2 separate regions of the Mus musculus genome follow, and region 1 is linked to region 2. Evidence: chromatin contacts called from public Hi-C data. All regions are on one chromosome and are shown on one strand. Each heading gives the region's core, a stretch centred on a gene start, on an enhancer-like site or on the middle of the called end of the contact. The rest is flanking DNA. Distances are from core to core; before and after follow the strand shown. Region 1 overlaps 1600002D24Rik (RIKEN cDNA 1600002D24 gene). Region 2 has its middle 10 kb from the start of Gm31845.

The links. A called contact is a pair of places that touch in the nucleus more often than the background predicts.
Region 1: a Hi-C map of the G1E-ER4 cell line shows a contact between it and region 2, with 3 times the contacts expected there. The contact joins two enhancer-like sites. A contact is called at or near these places in 2 of 15 datasets of contacts at CTCF or cohesin (CD8 T cells and pro-B cells), 5 of 484 Hi-C or Micro-C datasets (the Ba/F3 cell line and the G1E-ER4 cell line), 6 of 115 datasets of contacts at active chromatin or transcription factors (astrocytes, cardiomyocytes, double positive thymocytes and 3 more) and 1 of 9 other capture datasets (embryonic stem cells).

What each region holds. Positions count from the first base shown.
Region 1 is chr16:95,900,848-95,905,068 of GRCm38.p6, reverse strand. All of the region lies in intron 1 of 1600002D24Rik (RIKEN cDNA 1600002D24 gene), which reads left to right. Among named protein-coding and RNA genes, the nearest start is that of Gm41508, 18 kb to the left of the region's middle. Within about 2 kb of position 1,343, at least 11 of the 459 cell types and tissues checked have an H3K27ac peak or open chromatin away from gene starts, as enhancers often do. A contact at or near this core is called in the G1E-ER4 cell line, where this site is marked.
Region 2 is chr16:95,656,203-95,660,078 of GRCm38.p6, reverse strand. No RefSeq gene overlaps it. Among named protein-coding and RNA genes, the nearest start is that of Gm31845, 10 kb to the left of the region's middle. Within about 2 kb of position 1,413, at least 68 of the 459 cell types and tissues checked have an H3K27ac peak or open chromatin away from gene starts, as enhancers often do. A contact at or near this core is called in the G1E-ER4 cell line, where this site is marked.

The DNA of each region.
Region 1 (4,221 bases), core at 94-2,593, 250 kb before region 2:
GTAGGTTCGCTGTGCCTATTGATCCACACCCCACTCTCCTCTCTTTCTCCCTGGGCCTCCCGCTGATCTGCTTTGCTCCCCAAGCAGTTGTGGCTGCACTTTCATGCCCGTGTCACATCTGTACACATGTGACTGATGTATCTAGGGCTCACAAATGAGAAAACAGGATATCTGTCTCCTGCAGAGGGCTGGCCCACCTTTCTGCTTGTTTCACAGTTTGCCATTTTCCCTGCAAATGGAAATGCCATCTTATAAAAGTCACTTGACCTGGGTTGACATGTTGTAAACAACTTATTCTCTTGCTGCTCCTGGAAGATGTGCCTGTGATTGAGAAATGGAGAGCTGGCAAATAATCCTTCTACCTTGCCAATGTAAGCAACCATAGCAAACTTATACACACACAGACAGACACACACATAGAGAGACACACACACACAAAGACACACATACACACATACACAAAGACACACATGTACATACATGCACACACACAAACACATACATACAAATACACACATACACGCACATACACACAGACACACACATACACACATGCACACATACAAACACACACAAATATACACACACAAACACATACACACAGACACAAAGACACACACACAGACACACACACACATGCACACATACATACACACACTTACACAATACAAACACATACAGACACAAAGACACACATACACAAAGACACACTCACACACACATGCACACATACATACACACACATATAAACACACAGACACACAGACACAAAGACACACTCACATGCACACACATGCACACATACATACACACACTTAAACATATACAAACACATACACACAGACACATACATACACACATACACAAAGACACACAGAGACACACACAAAGACATACACATATATACATATACACACATATACATACACACATATAAACACATGTACACATGTACACGTGTATACACACACACACACACACACACACACACACACACAAGCATGCATGTTTTCCCACACCCCTGGAAAGGGAAGAGAAATGGGATATGAATATGGTTGAATATGTTATATACATGTGTGTAATTGTTAAAAAAAAACCTATCCCATGAACAATAGATAGAGGAATAAAAAGTAAGATGTAAGAGGAGAGAGGAAAGATGGAGAGGAGTCTGGGGGACAAGGCAGGCAGAAGAGGGAAGGGAAGAGCAGAAGGATGTTAGGCACATGTATGTGTTTCTCCTCAGACTCAGGAGCAGGCTGTGCAGGCAGTGAATGTGGTCACCGCCTTGGTAAGGACAGCCAGTCCTGGATGGAGTTGGGGGTACAGGCAGGGCAGCCAATTTCTTGGCAAGCCCTCTTGGGGTCTCTATTTACCAAGTAATAAACCGGATCTCCCAGCCCCAGAGGGTGGTTTGTGGTGATCAGTAAAGACATTTGAGAGCCACTGGGGAGGAGAGGAAGGAGATAAGTCCAGGAGCCGCATATGTGCAGATGTGATATGGAGATGCTAGGGTGGCAATCTCCATGCAGGAAATCCAAGAAATTCCCCAGTTAAGATTTTACCAAAAGGTCAACTCTCCTCAGGCAAAAGAGGAAAAACAAAACAGAGCAAAACCAAGAGGCAATCTTAGAAATGGAGAAAAAGACCTAGCCAGACATTCCTGGAGTATAGGTGCTTCAGGGGAGCAGAGCAGAATGATGGCGCTTACGTTTCCAGCCCTTCTGGAACTTTCTAGGGTGGTGTGCAACATAAAACCTGCCCACATCTTTATACATGCTACATTTGGGAGATTTCGATTTGGAAGAAAGTCCCATAAGGAGGTACTGGTGGCATGCGGAGCACCCAGCCCGGTCACCGTGCCCCAGGATCGCACCTACATTCTTGAGTGGATGAAACCTCCAGATGATATCTTTTACCAAGGCCAAAGAGGGAAATGAACACGCCATCTCAGGCAAAAAAGGCTTCCTGAACGAGTAGCTACTAATAGTCATTGGCCAGCCTCTGTTCCTTCTCGGGCACTGGGGAACCATATGTATGCAGTTATTGGACCTTCTCATTAAAGCAAAGCCAAACTCTGGTGGGAGAAATGAACAAATCTTTCCTTGAATGGTATGGAGCCTCACAATGATAATGGAAGACACTCTTATCTCAGGTTGGAGGCGAGTTTTAAGTGTGAGGGGCACAGGGGATGAGCTAGCAGTTTGTTCACTTGTGCAGTGTGTGCATGTGTGTGTGCATGTGTGTGTGCATGTGTATGTGCATGTGTGTACTTGTGAGTGTGTGCAAGTGTGTGTGTACTTGTGAGTGTGTGCATGCCTGTGTGTGCTTGTGTATGTGTACACACGTTTTTGTGTAGGTGTGAATACACACCTGGAGGCCACAGATCAACATCAGGTGCCTTCTGTACTTTTGAGACCAGTCTCATTGAGCCTGTAGCTCACTGATTGGCCATGCTGGCTGGCCAGTGAGATCCAAGGATGCTCCTGTCTCTTAGCTGCCCACCTTTTCAGAACCAGGGTTATAAGTGTGTGCTATTAGGCCTGGCTACGTGGGTGCTGTGAAACTGAACAGGTCTTCATGTTTGCATGGTAAGTACTTTACTGACTGCCCCCTCATTTCCTCTTAAAAGTAGGAATAAAGTGGCCCTGAGTTGTCTAAGTTAGGTATGCAAATTTCAGAAAGTTGGGGAATCCCAGCAGAGGAAGGAATGAATTCCCTTAGAGCCACACTGACTGTGAACATGTGACATAGAGCTTCCTGGTTTGTCTCTTACATCATTGATATTTCCCTAACCCCCCTTATATTTATTCTTTTCATTGTAAGCATTTTCCATGCCACTGAAAAGTATTTGAAAAGAAATTGATTAAAAAAAAAAAAGGAAAAGAAAAGAAAAGAAAAGAAAAGAAAAGAAAAGAAAAGAAAAGAAACCATGTTCAGGCTGGAGAGATGGCTCGGCAATTAAGAACTGGCTGCTCTTCCAGAAGACCCAGGCTCACTTCTCAGTACCCACATGGCAGCCCACAACTGTCTGAAACTCCTGCTGCTCCAGGGATCCAACTCTCTTACACATGCAGGTAATACACCAATGTACATAAAATAATAAAAAATAAATTATTAAGAAACATTTTCTTATGGACACATGAAAACATGTACAAGCTAAAGATGATGGACTTAGCATACTGACCACCCGGCCTGCTCGGTCATCACCTGACCTGCCTGCTGCCTCCCTCCAAGTCTTTCTCCCTTCCAGCAGTTTCCTGGAATCAAATTTTATCTCTAGATTCGTTAGTATGCACGAACTGAAAGATAAAGACAAAAAGCAATCACAAGCCATTTTCTCATATAAAAAGAATGCTTCAAATACCACGGAGTATTTTGCCAGCACGTGTATTTCCTGGGTTATCACATCAATTTTATTTTTCAACAGTTTGTTTATGTTGGGATCCAAACAAACCTGCCTTGTTCCTTTGAGGGAGCCAATGCACTGGCTCTGTGGTTTTGTACGTGGGGGTAGAAGATGTGGTATTGTTGCTGACGTCGCCACGAAATTGTCTCTAGCATGCTTGGATGCCATTTGGTTTTTCTGTATGCTTGTAACACAGTTAGAGCTAGAGGTTTGGGCAGGTTCATGTTCGAATGTTAGGGAACATCAAGACAATACCCTTGGTGTTGCCTCCACAGGAATGGTGTTTTCTTGGGATCACCTGGGCTTGAGTCCTCAATCCATCAGGAGCTTCAGAGTGTCACACCAGGTCATTCTTCGTTGCTTATTAATTGCAATCAGTTTTTCCACTCGATCCTTCGGTGACTCTGCTGTTACTACTGTGAAGACAAAGCATAGATTATGCTTTTCAACCAGGGTCTGGAGAGATGGCCGAGGGGTTAAGATCATTTGTTACTCTTACAGAGAACCCCAGTTCGGTTTTCAGCACCCACATGGTGGCTCCACATAGAACTCCAGTTATAAGGGATCTGGCTCCTTCTGCCCTTCACAGGCACTGAACACCTATGGTACACATATGTTATACAAGCAAAACACTCATATACATAAAATAAATATTAAAAAAAACCCTAAAATATTTCTTAAAAACATTCCTTAGTGTTCTTGACTCCTTAGGCTTAATCTATCACAGTATCTCCACCTCCTCCTCTCCTTCCTCCTCCTCCTCTTCCTCCTCCTCTCCCTCCTCCTCTCCTTCCTCCTCTTCTTCACAGTACCTC
Region 2 (3,876 bases), core at 164-2,663:
AAAACTACAGGTGGGGCTCAAAAGAATTATCGGACACTTTTTAAAAGTGATAATTTTGTAGGCAAAAATAGTATAATTCTAAGTTTTAGGCTTTTAGCATGTGTTTTAAAAATCTGAACAAAACACCAACCGATGAAATATTTTGTTTTTTAGCCCTGAGGTCCTATACTGTATGTCACAGTAATCTCCAGGTGACACCAACTTAGGGTGTTGCATGCAGAGGCGAGGACAGGGTCTGCCTGCCCCCAAACACTATCCAGGAAACAGAGGCATTTTAATTTTGCCCCAGAACAACTAAGAACGGATCACTCAGCTCCAGCCCTTCCTGGCAGAGGCTTCTCCGATTGCATAATCATCACCGGGCGCCCGCCTCGCGCTCGACGCGATTTCCGCATTCATTTTACAAGCCATAGCTTGTCTCCTAACGTAAAGCACGTTGGATTGTAAACCCAAGCAAGGGAACGGAATGTTCTCTGGGCTCAGAAACCCGACGCATTTACCCTCTCTGTGTTCAATGCTATAGAACGTGTCTAAACAAATTTAGCCCAGTCTCCCTGTTAGAACAAGTAAATGATAAGCTAAGAATCGTGTTAAAAGGACTTAGAATCAAGGGGGTTGGAGGGAGAGACAGAGAGACAGAGAGAGAGAGAGAGACAGAGAGAGAGAGAGACAGAGAGAGAGAGACAGAGAGACAGAGAGACAGAGACAGAGCAGAGGAGGTTCAGACCAGAACGAAAGGCGGAAGATCTGTGTGTTGTGAGACACTTCACTTTTAATAAAACCAACCTCCCTTTTCTCTGATGTCATAGTTACAGCAATACAGGCAAAGACTGGTTCCATCACCTGAGAGGTAGTGGACTGCTTGCAGGTCCTAGGCCTGCTGTCCCGTGGCTCAGCTCATTGTCCCTCCTTAATGCTCCTCACTTGGAAGACAGCCATGTTTACAGTCCTGCCATGAACAGCAGCAAACTCAGTTCACTTCCCCAGAGATAGAAATAGCAGACCTGTGGCTAGGCCTGTGTGTGAGCCCTGGGTGTGGTCGGTTGTCCAGGTAGTCAAGGCCTCTGTGAAACGGCACCCCCTGCTGGTGAGGCAGGGAATTGCCCAGGCACCTCAGAACATGAGAGGGCTTGGAGATCTAAATTCTTTACAGAGGTAATTAGGACAAGGAGAGGCTATCAGGAGCAGGCCCTAGTGCAAGAAGACCATGCCTTGATGAAGAGACTTCAGGACACAGACACATGCGGAAGGTAGCTCCCTAAGGGGGAAAGCTGCCATGTGTTGAACAAAGAGAGGCCCTTACTCACCCCTGTGCTAACTTAGAGAGAAATGGGTTACAGCAAGTTACACTGAGTAGAATCAAACCCTAGGCCAAGGATTGAGAACCGGAAAGTGTGGTTGGGGAATGAGAGGCTGCCAATTGTCTATGAAGAGAGATTATTTATTCTGGTCCCTCATGGTGAGTCAGGAGAGAGTCAGGGAAGGCGCTGTCCCCTAAGCGATGGGCCCACGATCTGCTGACATCACCCAGTTAAAGACATTTTTGTTTATTTTATTTTAAAATTTGTAGCCAAACAAGTGTTTCAAAGGTCCCAAGGGTGTTCCACTGTAAGCATCAAGGTGGGCCTGGAACCTGAGACTTATGAAGTAGTATTTGATTCAGTCTGAAGCATTACCAACAAGGAGACCTGCTGGGCATGCTGGGAGGCATAGACCTGTCACACCAGCACTTGGGAAGTGAAGGTACGGGGGTGGGGTGGTGGGAGTCAGGAACTCAGGGTCATCTTCAGCTACACAGTGAATGTGAAGCCATCTTGGGATACTTGAGACCCTGTCTCAGATGATAGACAGTCAGAAACACTGATGACTAAGGTATTGTTTCTCTGCATAGAATTTACCAAGCAGTCTGTGTAGTGTTCTTCCACCACCCCCCCGCCCCCATATATGTATATATAAAGCTTTGAGCACACATTTGTCCTTGGCATCGGAATGGTACTCTTTCTGAGGTTTGGCTCGGTCTCCAACATTTGTCTCTTTTGTACTTACAAAAAGGTTTATTTTTATTTTATGTGTATGAAAATTTGCCTGAATGTGTGTACTAGGTACATGCAGTACCCACAGAGGCCATAAGGGGGCATCAGATTCCCTGGAACTGGAGATACAGACAGTTGTGAGCCATGGTGTAGGAGCTGGGACCCAAACTCAGGTCCTCTGCGTGAGCAGCAAGTGCTCAGAGCAGCTGAGCGTCTCCAGGCCCCTGCTGTGAACTTCTGATGTTGTGAACTATCTCCAGGTGGTCCCTTTGAGAGACTTTTTGCTGAGTCTGAGGGACATTGGTGTCACCACAAACACATTCATGTGTGCTAAGAAGCCATGTTCCGTCAGCCCCTTGGGGGTCCCTGATGGTAGATGTTGATTGTCAACTTGACAGGATACAGAATCATGGTAAAGACCAACCTCTGGGTGTGTCCATGGGGGAGCCTATAGATTAAGTTCACTGAGGTGGGGAGATCCACTTAACTGCAGCTAACACCATTCCAGAAGCTGACAGACACCATTAGCTTTAGTTGATAACTTGATACACCTGGGAAGAGAAAAGCTCAATTGAAAAACTATTTCTATTAGACAGGCCTGTGGGTGTTTTCTTGATTAATGATTGATATTGGGAAGGTTCCAGCCCACTGAGGGTGATGCCAACCTGGGCAGGTGGCCCGGGTTGTGTAAGAAAAAGCAAGTTAAGCGAGACATGGGAAAGTAAGCCATGAACCGCATTCCTCCATAGTGTCTGCTTCGGTTCCTGCCTTGAGTTCCTGTCTTGGATTTGCTCAGTGATGGACTTCGGCCTCTAAGCCAAATGAATCCCTTCCTCCCCAAGTTTTGGTCACAGTTTTACCATAGCTAAGAAAAATCAAACTTAGACAGCATAGCATGGTCCAAGACAGGATAGATGGTCACTGCTTTCTGTTTGTCTTAGAGTTTTATTGCTGTGAAGAGACACCATGACCAAAGCAACTCTTATAAAGGCAAACATTTAATTAGGGCTGGCTTATGGCTTACAGTTTCAGAGGTTCAGTCCATTATCATCATGGTGGGAAGCATGGCAGTGTGCAGACAGACATGGTGCTGGAGGAGGTGAGAATTCTACGTCTACCGACAGGCAGTACAAGGGGACATTTTCACACTGGCCAGACTTTCACACTCATACATGCACACACTGCATGCACTGCATGCACTGCATGCACAAATATAAAGACCTCAAAGTCCTGCCTCCACAATGATGCACTTCCTCTAACAGAGCCACACCTCCTCCAGTAGGCCACACCCCCTCCAATAGGCCACACTCCAGTAGACCACACCACCTCCAGCAGTAGGCCACACCTCCAGTAGGCCACACCCCTCCAGTAGGCCACACCCCTCCAGTAGGCCACAACTAGTACTACCACTTCCAGTGGGTCAAGCATATTTAAACCAGTATGCAGCCTATAGATACAGCACGTCCCCATCTCAACTCTTGTTGTCAGGCCTTCTCTGCCGTGATGGCCTGCACCTCCTAACTGTGAGTTAGTTTGCTTCTTGTCAGGTATTTGGTCACAGAAGTGGGTAAAGAGCCATCTCTGTTGCCTCTGTGGGTTTACCATGGTGCCTGACATTTGAACTATGCTAGCGGAGAACTGATGTTATTAAAACCATGGCAGAATGAAGTTTGTGTAAACAGGAGAAGAGTGAGGAGGGCAGCATGCACTTCTGTTACGGCCGTGGTGGCAAGCGGCTCTGTGCAGGGTGGGGGCTGACTGGGCATTGCAGAGCTGCCTCTTTGTTCAGGAGACCATTGTTCCATTTACTGAAGAAAAAAAGAGAGAGAGAGAGATCTGATTT